Linked DNA regions of Mus musculus: all the other regions are linked to region 2. The links are chromatin contacts, called in public ChIA-PET and HiChIP or PLAC-seq maps. All regions are on one chromosome and are shown on one strand. The core of a region is the stretch at or near the end of the contact, and the rest is flanking DNA. Distances in the headings are between cores, read along the strand shown. Region 1 overlaps Ptprk (protein tyrosine phosphatase, receptor type, K). Region 2 holds the start of Themis (thymocyte selection associated). Region 3 overlaps Ptprk (protein tyrosine phosphatase, receptor type, K).

Region 1 (3,312 bases), core at 198-2,697, 180 kb before region 2:
AAAATGTCTCATTCAGCTGGACTTGGTGTCCTTCTCTATTGGCACGTATTCATCGCCATTCACATGTCCCTAGTAGGGACAAAACTTACACCATAGGCATTTAATCAGTTCCTGATGTTTAAGAGGATTCCAGGTAGCTGTATTTCTCTTTTAAAGTTTGCCTTGGTCTGGAGAGATGGCTCAGTGGAAAGAGCACTAACAGCCCTTTAGAAGAATCTGGTTCAACCCCTAGCACTCACCTGTTGACTCACAAATATCTAAAACTCCTGTCACAGGAAATATGATATTCTCTCTGGCATCCTCGGGCACTGCACACATGTGCTACACAGACACACATTCAAAAAAAAAAAAAAAAAAGTCAGCAAAACAAAAATAAATAAATAAATAAAATTTAAAACTATTTGAAATCCCTAAAAATGTTAAGTGAAGCCATCTTTTTCTTCAGGTATTATTATCATTATTATTGTCAGGCTGTGCTGTATAACTTATATGATCCTTTGTTCACTTAATCAAATTTTTTTCTGCAAATTTTGACCATTTATTAAGTGCCTGTCACCCATCTTAATATTATAAATTAAAGATACACTGATCATAACACAACACAGTGTCTCTTCCCAGGTTTCTTAGGGTATCAGGGGTCATTCTATCATGTAGATCCTGAGCTAATTGACAGTGCTCAGGAATTCTGTGTATTTTCTATGGGTTTGATTAAACGACTTTCTTGTCTTCTGCTTGCCTTTATATATGCATGATTTCTAATTACTAAGAATTCATAAGGTCTAAACCAGCAACTATACAAAAATAATTCTTAATAGTCATTTATCTTTCCCTGGCATGGAAATGTGCCTCATTGTATTTGTTAGCAATTCCTGGAATTGAGCCCACTGGCTAGGCACTGCAAATTATATAGTACAGATGAGTAGTTCTCAGAAAACAAGTTGAAGGACTGGAGATATCATTCAGTAGGCAAGACTGCCTGCTGTGCACACAAGAAGATGTAAGTTTGAATAATTGGCCAATAAACCCTGTGCAAGCCAAGTAATACTATATTTGCCTATAGTACCAGAATTGGGTACAGATAAAGGCCAATCCCAGGAGCTCTTTGACCAGCCAGCATGGCTGACATAGCTTGCCTCGGGGTCAGTGAGGGACCCTATCCAAAAATAAGGTGGAGAGTAATAAAGGAAAGAACTCAACATGCTCTTCTGGCCTCTACGTGCATGAATATGGGTGTACACTTGCTTATACCACACTCAAAAACATATGCACAAACAGAAAACTGACTTTATAAAATAGGCTATTCGAATAAGAAATAAGTTACTGTGAGCATTTGCCAAAGTTAGTAAGTGAATGTTCCTAAAAGGGAAGAGGAGTAAGAGTGCCAACATGTTAATTCAGTCAAGGCCATCTTTATTTAGCAGCATTTGCCCGGAGCGCCTGCAGGTGGAGCCAGCAGGCAGGGCTACACACACTTAAGTAGACAGCACTGCAGTTTGGCATTTGCTGGGTTTGGACTTTGCTTCCCTTGCTTTTGGCATCCTTTAGTCCAGTAGTACCTTCTTCCCCACTAACAACTTCCCTCCTTCCAACCATGCCTGCAAGACACTGGGGTCTGATTCTGAGGTAGTCCAGTGTCCTAATGTCTTTAAAGTCAGAGTCTCATGTGATGGGGTGGTCAATTTTCCTAGCACTGAGTCTGTGGTCTGATTCTATAAATCATTTCTTGGATCCTATCATGCCATTTCGACTTTCCTGTAAAGTATTTACTTTCTGCTTAATTTCTTGCGGCTTAGTTACCCCCTCTGCTGTCAATGTTACTGCTGCTCTACGTTGTGTCTTCCCAAAATATCAGATCTCTTAACCTCCAGCTAACCCTGAAAGCTTCCCACTAGTCCTCAGTCATCAATCCTGAATATTGGGTCTATCTTCCCTTCCTGTGATACTGTTAGTGTTTATTAGCTTACATTTCACGGTCCATTTGTCCCAAACCTACAACAAATGGGCTTTCTTTTTCTTGAACTTCTTAATGAGAAGCTCTCCTTCCAGATCCTCTGTTACAGTAACTAAGAAATCCTCCTTACTCAGCACTAGTGCATTTACTTTATTTAGCATAGGCTTATTTTAAAACTTAAATTAACAGTGATTCCCACAAACTCACAGATTCCATAGCAATCTTTGCATACCAGGAGTTCATCTGGATATCTGAAATAGGCATCCAGTGTGGAGTGTGAGAGACTCCCTGATAATACAATGCCTGATAACACAGAGAGAAATTTTTATTAAGGAGGGGAAGAAATGAAGTCTGCCAAGGTTCACTTTGAGAAGAGATTATGGGTGTTCAAAGAGATCACAAAGAAGTGATTTGGAGTACTGCTTTAGTCCCAGATTTTCTGAGCCTAGTCCCCCCTGACAATGAGGCCATGGCATCATGAATGGTATCCATGAATGAATGATGAGAGATGAGATTTAAAGAGAATGTGGTGTAATTATGACTTCTCCAGCCATTCCCTCCACCTCAAAGGAAGTATGAGTTGGAGCTACAAGACTATACTCAGAGGGAAGCAGTCAGGACAGAAGTACATTAACTTTATATTAACACTGTAAAGAGGATGAGGAAGCCCTCGAATGTGTATGGCATGTAGATCACAGGAGTCCTTGTAACTTCAAATGAATAGTCCATATTGGAAAATAGTGAGAGCAAAAGAGATAAATACAGGGATTCAGGATAATATTAATCCCAGTCTAAAGGATAGAGTCTGACTTGTAGGATGAAGGGCAAAACTGAGACAAAATTGCACGCTGAAAGATGGGGAAAGATTACAGGGAGTGAGGACTGATTTAAGCTAATGCCGGGATTTTGAGTTTGGTGATTTGGTAGCCCGATAACTCTTACATAGAGAGAAGGAAAAAGATAAGAGAACGGGCTTTTACATATTAGGAGTGAATAAACAAAGCACCTGGAATGCTTGGCCATCAGGAAAAATGACTACCATAACTCTTCTGACTTTCAGAATGCTGGCAGTAGGATAGAACAAGCCATGTCTCAATGGGGAAGGATCTTGGAAAGCTGTTTTCACATGACTCTGAAACTTTAGAGATGAGTGTCTGTCTCCTGCAGCTGTAAGGATAGATTCGTAAAATATGAAATAACATATGTACTGATGTTTACTTTGCTTTTTTCTTGTCCCAATGCTTTATGCAGCGTAAACCTATAGCCACACTCACAGATTAGCTTGGTAATTGTATTGTTGTTGTTAAGTCTCACGGCAGACTATTGTATGCAGCTTTGATTCTAGCTCCATATTGATAAGC
Region 2 (3,102 bases), core at 452-2,951:
GAGTTATAAGTTAAAGATTTCAGATGAAATCCAGCATTGATTACATACCAAATAAACTTACTGCAGCACTAACTCTAAAAATGTATGATTTTTCAAGAGGCAGCCCTTTCCATATTCTAAAATCCTATGAAATATGCCAGGAGGCTACAAATAGTGTTTTCAGTCAAGTGAGAGGCCCAGACTTAGGTAAGAATGAGACAGAAGCTACATTTATCAAGCTTGGGAGATTTAGGGGACAAAAATGTTTCAAGGGATTACATAAAAGTTACTAGTGAAAATCACTTGAAGAATTTCCCACATTAACCCTAAGTTTGCCTAGAATGAAGGCTAGCAAATTGTTACAAGGGCTGAACATGACTCTGAAGAGCTTTAAGCATTTAGCATTTGGTAGATGCTCTATCATGATCAAGCAATTTGTCCAGAATCCAGCCTGAGAATGAACAACTTTTCATCATAGTTCATCTTTATCAACTTCAACCAATCTTCCTTTATTTATCTACAAAACATAGACAGTCTCACTTTAAATTGCAAGTATAACCTCTAAGATGATGTTTGAATTAAGTACAAAGAATAGGAAGCATAAAAATTTAAAACCAACCAACCAACCAAACAAACAAACAAACAAAACCCTAGCACCACCACAACAAAACTCCGATGTAAGGCAGAGGTGGTGACACATGCCTGTAATCCTAAGACAGAGGCAAGGAGGACTGGCATGTGTTTGAGCCCAGCCTGATATCCTAAGGAAAATTTTGTTTAAAAGAAACAAAAATCAAAATAAACAGAAAGATTGGTTTTGATGTATAAAAATTAGTTTCACAAGGTTTCTGTTATTTATTTATTTATTTATTTATTTATTTATTTATGGCTTTGAGCATTTTTCAACTTATGTTTAGATCATAAGAGCAAATTTATAGACTTCGGGGCTTGTGCAGTTTATTTATTTATGTTTTTAAATCTACATTTAAAAGGAGAGCTTCAAAGAGGAAGCAAACATTTAAATATATGTCTTATAAGTAGTTCTTTCTCTTCCTTTTTTCCTTTCTTCCTTTCTTCCTTCCTTCCTTTCTTCCTTCCTTCCTTCCTTCCTTTCTTTCTTTCTTTCTTTCTTTCTTTCTCTCTCTCTCTCTCTCTCTCTCTCTCTCTCTTTCTTTCTTTCTTTGGTTTTGTTGCTTTATTTTTATTTTATTTTATTAATTAATTTACTTTTGCTTTAAATACTTTCCTTCTCAGTGCAGAGACCAGAAAGTTCCCATCAATTTACTCTATTAATTCCTGAGTCACTTTTCATGTAACACCTCCTCCCTCCCTTTAAACTTCAGCAAAAATTTTAATGTGTAAAGATAAAAGGTGGTTTCTATGTGTCCTCAGAGTATCAGATTTCTAAAAACAGCTGACAACAGCTTCTTTTGTAACCAAGTTTAATGTAAAAGCACAATGAGTATGCAAAGCTAGAACCCAGATGCAGAGAGGCAACAAACTGATATAGTGCCATATTTAAGGTAAGACACTGTGCCTGCATTCTGGCCATGTCCAGTGTTCATGCCACAGGCCACTCTGTTTCATCACAATTTTGCCACTGCTGTGGATGCACAAGAACCAGCAACTTGCCAACCTCATTACTTTGGGTAGTGTCAGTTCAGACAAACACACCCCACCCCCATGTGTTTCTACTTCAGTGTCAGAAGGAAATGCAGCCGCAGGGAGAACAAAAAGAGCTTTACCCACTGTCTCCTGCCTATTCTCAAGTTCTTCCGCTGCTTGAGCTGTTTGCCCTGGGCTTGGCTTTCCTGTGACCTCCCTGCACCAGGTAGAAACTGAAGACCAGCTACTGCAGACAAGTACCTCCCCACCTTAGGGCTGTCCTACCCCGATTGGCTCCCATTTCACATTCTGCCTGTGTGGGCAATTATGAGCAAAGACAGAACGGTAGACAATTGACATCTAGAAACCACAAGGTCTTGTAAAAGATCAGGTCTATATACCACCGAAGACACAACAATGGCTTTATCTCTGGAAGAATTTGTCTACTCCCTTGACCTGAGGACCCTCCCCAGGGTCCTAGAAATCCAGTCAGGCATCTACTTTGAAGGTAAGTATTTTTCTAATTCTTTAATTTGATAGAATGTTCTTATAAAGTCTCTTGGAAATTTGTGGGAGAGGTTTTAGTAAGAAATACGTGGAAGGCTGTGTGTATAGTTCAGTGATTCGATACTTAGTTCAAACATATACACACCCAGCAAACAAAGTGCAAGTTGTCTGAAGGAAAGTTGAACACAGACACACACACACACACACACACACACACACACACACACACACACACATCCCAGCTGGTGAAGAAAGAAGAAACTAAGGCTTTAAGAAAGGTGGAGTGGAACTTTGTGAATTGCCATTTGCCATTTTTTTTCTTGGTAAGCATTCGACAAGTCTGCACAAAGGATGTTCTGTCTCTGCCCTACTCTTTGAAATTAATTGCCATCAGGTAAAAAAGTTTAATGTTGCTGACTATTGTTTTTAAACTATTAAAAACAGCAACATCAAAACAAAAACCCAAACACTATCAAGCTTGTTTTGTGTTTTGTTTCACCCAAAATGATTGCACCTATCAAGGGCACAGTCTTACAATGAATGCTGCCAAGTTCGGACTTCTAAGCTTGCCTTGTACTTGTAATCCTCTCTTCCTGCTCTACAAACTCCTTAAATGGTGGGAACTTTTATTTAAAGGTAAAGAAATTAGTGCCTATTGACTGTAGAGTATCTTTTAAGATTTGTGTTGAAAAGGTAAATTTTAATGAGGATTGTTGAATACTAAGCTGGTGAATTTTGGTGTAACTTACTGTAGTGTGTAAAATCCCCTAATATGAACGATACTAACATTTTAAAGTTAGTTTGGCCTGGATGGTGGTGGTACAGCTCTTTGATCCCAGCACTCAGGAGGCAGAGGCAGGTGGATTTCTATGAGTTCAAGCTAGCCTGGTCAACAGAGCAAATTCCAGGACAGCCAGTGCTACAGAAAGAAGCCCTGTCTCTAAACAAAACAAAACAAAACAAAACAAAACAAAACAAAACAAAACAAAACAAACCTTTTAAGTTTGGTTA
Region 3 (3,093 bases), core at 49-2,548, 150 kb before region 2:
TTAATCTCCATTCCAGAGAATAGCTGCTCATAATGAAGGGTGTCTGAAAGTGGCCAAAATGAATGTTTCTGAAGCTATGGGAAGGATGAAAGAATAAGAGATAGCAGCTTCAGAATGTCCCATGATATGTATATCCATTCAGTTGTCATGAGAAGCAACCTAAATGACTTTGTGATTACATCTTTTCCTCTCCCAAAGAGAATCTTCTAGTGATAGAGAGAGAATTAAATCTGGAAATCAAATGAACAGTCCTGTTTAGAGAGACCAGGAAGAAAAATCTGATGAATGCCCAATAAAAGGGAGGAGTATACAGAGCCAATACAGAAAAGGAGATGCACCTCACCGCACAATTACGATAATGAATTAGGGAAGTCAGACAGACAAGTCAAGTTGTTAGCACCTTAACACACCAGATTGATTGGCTCTTCTTTTCTGGCCTCCTTTATAATTTTTTAATCTATTTTTTCCTCTTATTCATTCAGTTCTACATTTATTTCAGAATTCTCTTTTGTGTGGTATTTGTGATATTATTGAGTGTAGCTATCCTCAGGACAACAAACACAAATGTGATGTGTATTATCTCCTTCAGACACTCACATCCTTAGTACCGTCCCAGATTCTGTCAGTCTTGCCACTTTCTTTGGGTGAAGGTTATTATCTCATTTGTACATGGTTAGTAATTACGATTTAACTAGTATTCGGTTACTATTAGACCTATAAAAATTGCTATCCTCTTTCTGTACTCCTCTGCTGTTAGTAACGACAAACCATTTGGTCAGCTCTAAGACCAAGTATCTGTCTAAAGTCCTTACTCAGAGGCTGAGGAACAGCTAAATCAGTCAGTGCATGCCACGCAAAGATACGCATGAGGACCTGAACAACTCACAGAGAAGTGGGTGGCAGGCTCCGGTAATCCCAACACTGAGGAGGCAGAAGCAAGAGAAACCCTGGGGTTTCCTGGCTTAGGCCAATGAGAAGCTCTGACCTTTCCCCAAAAGAAAAGATGCACAGGGCCTGAGAACACACACAGTTGTGTATCATCTGGTCAACACACACACACACACACACACACACATATACACGCCATGCATATATCACACATACACCCACATATATAGAGATATATAGATATAACCCTGGCAGAAAGCACAGAGGGATTCAAGTAATGTTTTGCTAAAGGGTCAGTTATTCTAAATAGTCTTAGTGGGCTGTGTGCTTTGAATCCCTTATGCAGTGGAAGATGACTCCTCAGTTTTCCTTGACATGCACAAACACTTTCAGCATGTCTGCGCTTGTTTTACTTCCTCATGCTTGTGGGCTTCCTCCCCACCAACCACACTGCTACGAAAGTCCTGCGTTACCTTAGATACCGCCGTCACATTGCAGTTTCCACTTTGATTTAAACATTTCACTTAGCTAACCTATGAGTATTTAGTAAGATCATCTACTTCATATAATCCAATTCACATTTCAGTCATCAAACCCTGTACCCACACTTGGGATCACCTAATCTGCTTAATTGAAATTAAAAATGAAACAAAAGCTGCCATTTAAGAATTATGTGACTTCAGTGGTTTTCTTTTTTCCTTCTGATGACCATTTGGCTATCTTATGGGAAATACCAATTCCATGACCTTGAACCTTGTTTTTAAATTTACTTTACAGTCCTCTGGCTACTTACTACATTTCACTATCTGAATGAATGAGTGAATGAATGAATGAATGAATGAATACAACTTGTTTGTTAAATGTGCAGCTGTATCTCACCAGTGAAGATTTGACTGATTCTTTTACTAAAGGGAAGCCTCAGTAAACACTTCCATGACTGAAGTCCTGCAGATCAGAACTGGGTTATCAGTTTGAAAGCAGAGCATTCAATCACCTCTGAAATCCCAAGGGGAAAGTTGCTCCTGCGCTGTTTGGACCTCTTCCCCTCTAATAAAGTGCATTTTCACACTAGAACCTCTGTAATCATGTATATGGATTTTTCTGTGATATTTTTATTGGAACAGCCCTTCAAATAACCTAATAATTTAACTCTGAAGGTGATTCAGATGGGTATTAATGAGGTGCAGCTTTTCCTAGAAAGTTAGTTGATGCTCAAGTCCTTTGTGGAAGGGAAAATTTCTCTTTCTGAGAAGATGGGCATCATCTAAGGATTTCACACACTCCTGCACACTTACTGCATCTTGGTCCGACACAGTTTTGTGTTAGTTAGATGTTGACATTACAAATCTGACCTTCAACAATTGCTACCACTTCCCCTGATTTTATGCTACAGTATGGTCAGATGTATTCAACAGTAGCCAGTATCCAACTGAAAGGCTACACCCCAAACTCCAAGTGCGACCCTCCTGTTCCCAAATCAGTAGGACTTGTCCACTTTGCTTCCTGGGGAGTGCGGGCAACTGGAAATGCCGTAGAAAAACTTGAGATAAGTTCTTTTCCTGGCTAGTCCTCTATCTTTTGCCTCCTCTACAGCGTCTTCACATCATCTTCACATAGCTGCTTTCTGCCCTAGAAGCTCCCATCGAATAAACTGATTTTGGGGTGGACCTGTGTGTCCAAATTGAGTTTTGAAAAATACTTATCCTCTAAAGTTCCAATAAATGTTGCCCTCAGCCTTCTTGGTCTGCACAAGGCTGGTGCTCCCTCAGTAACTAGATGTAAATGTATGCAAAATTACTGGGGTGGGGGGTGCTCTGAGTTGGATGCAGTACACACCCAGGCACCAAATTCTCAGCACAGAAAAAGATTTCCTACCCTGGAGGAGCAATCAGGGGAGACAGGGAGAGGCTGCAAAGACAGACAGCAAGTAGCAGCAGCAGCAGCAGCACCATCAATAACATTATCTATCAGTAAGCAGGCAGCATGTGTATTTTGCAGGAGTAGGTTTTTAAGTAGAAAAAGTCTTAGCTATGGTGAATTGGTAATCTCTGATTGGACATATTAGCCAAATAGTGAGTTTTGGTTTTTGGATCTTGGTATTTAGTCTCAGCAATGAGTCCATAGGTGAATAAGGGAATGGGCCTTGGGGGATTGTTTTAGGAATGTCATCTAATGGTTTAGCCCAAAATCAGTTTAGCTTCTGGG

The links. ChIA-PET counts read pairs in DNA pulled down with a chosen protein or histone mark. HiChIP or PLAC-seq counts read pairs in DNA pulled down with a chosen protein or histone mark.
Region 1: a contact with region 2 is called in an H3K4me3 HiChIP or PLAC-seq map of the SCID.adh cell line, with 7 times the contacts expected there. The contact joins the enhancer-like site here to the promoter of Themis in region 2. A contact is called at or near these places in 10 of 39 promoter capture datasets (3T3-L1-derived adipocytes, the HPC-7 cell line, HPC-7-derived erythroid cells and 5 more), 1 of 15 datasets of contacts at CTCF or cohesin (CD8 T cells), 9 of 484 Hi-C or Micro-C datasets (CD8 T cells, Sertoli cells, Th1 cells and 3 more), 5 of 115 datasets of contacts at active chromatin or transcription factors (CD8 T cells, the SCID.adh cell line, T-cell acute lymphoblastic leukemia and 2 more) and 2 of 9 other capture datasets (embryonic stem cells and liver).
Region 3: an RNA polymerase II ChIA-PET map of memory CD8 T cells shows a contact between it and region 2, with 1,258 read pairs. The contact joins the enhancer-like site here to the promoter of Themis in region 2. A contact is called at or near these places in 1 of 39 promoter capture datasets (neutrophils), 2 of 15 datasets of contacts at CTCF or cohesin (CD8 T cells and the NIH/3T3 cell line), 11 of 484 Hi-C or Micro-C datasets (CD4 T cells, CD8 T cells, CD8 central memory T cells and 3 more), 8 of 115 datasets of contacts at active chromatin or transcription factors (CD4 T cells, CD8 T cells, DN3 thymocytes and 4 more) and 2 of 9 other capture datasets (adipose tissue and liver).

The regions. Positions count from the first base shown.
Region 1 is chr10:28,484,319-28,487,630 of GRCm38.p6, forward strand. All of the region lies in intron 11 of Ptprk (protein tyrosine phosphatase, receptor type, K), which reads left to right. Among named protein-coding and RNA genes, the nearest start is that of Themis, 180 kb to the right of the region's middle. Within about 2 kb of position 1,448, at least 14 of the 459 cell types and tissues checked have an H3K27ac peak or open chromatin away from gene starts, as enhancers often do. A contact at or near this core is called in CD8 T cells, the SCID.adh cell line, T-cell acute lymphoblastic leukemia and 2 more, where this site is marked.
Region 2 is chr10:28,666,659-28,669,760 of GRCm38.p6, forward strand. Themis (thymocyte selection associated) reads left to right here and starts at 1,702. Exons shown (of 6, transcript NM_178666.6): 1 at 1,702-2,092. The coding sequence starts at 2,002.
Region 3 is chr10:28,515,008-28,518,100 of GRCm38.p6, forward strand. All of the region lies in intron 13 of Ptprk (protein tyrosine phosphatase, receptor type, K), which reads left to right. Among named protein-coding and RNA genes, the nearest start is that of Themis, 150 kb to the right of the region's middle. Within about 2 kb of position 1,299, at least 54 of the 459 cell types and tissues checked have an H3K27ac peak or open chromatin away from gene starts, as enhancers often do. A contact at or near this core is called in CD8 T cells, CD8 central memory T cells, the SCID.adh cell line and 5 more, where this site is marked.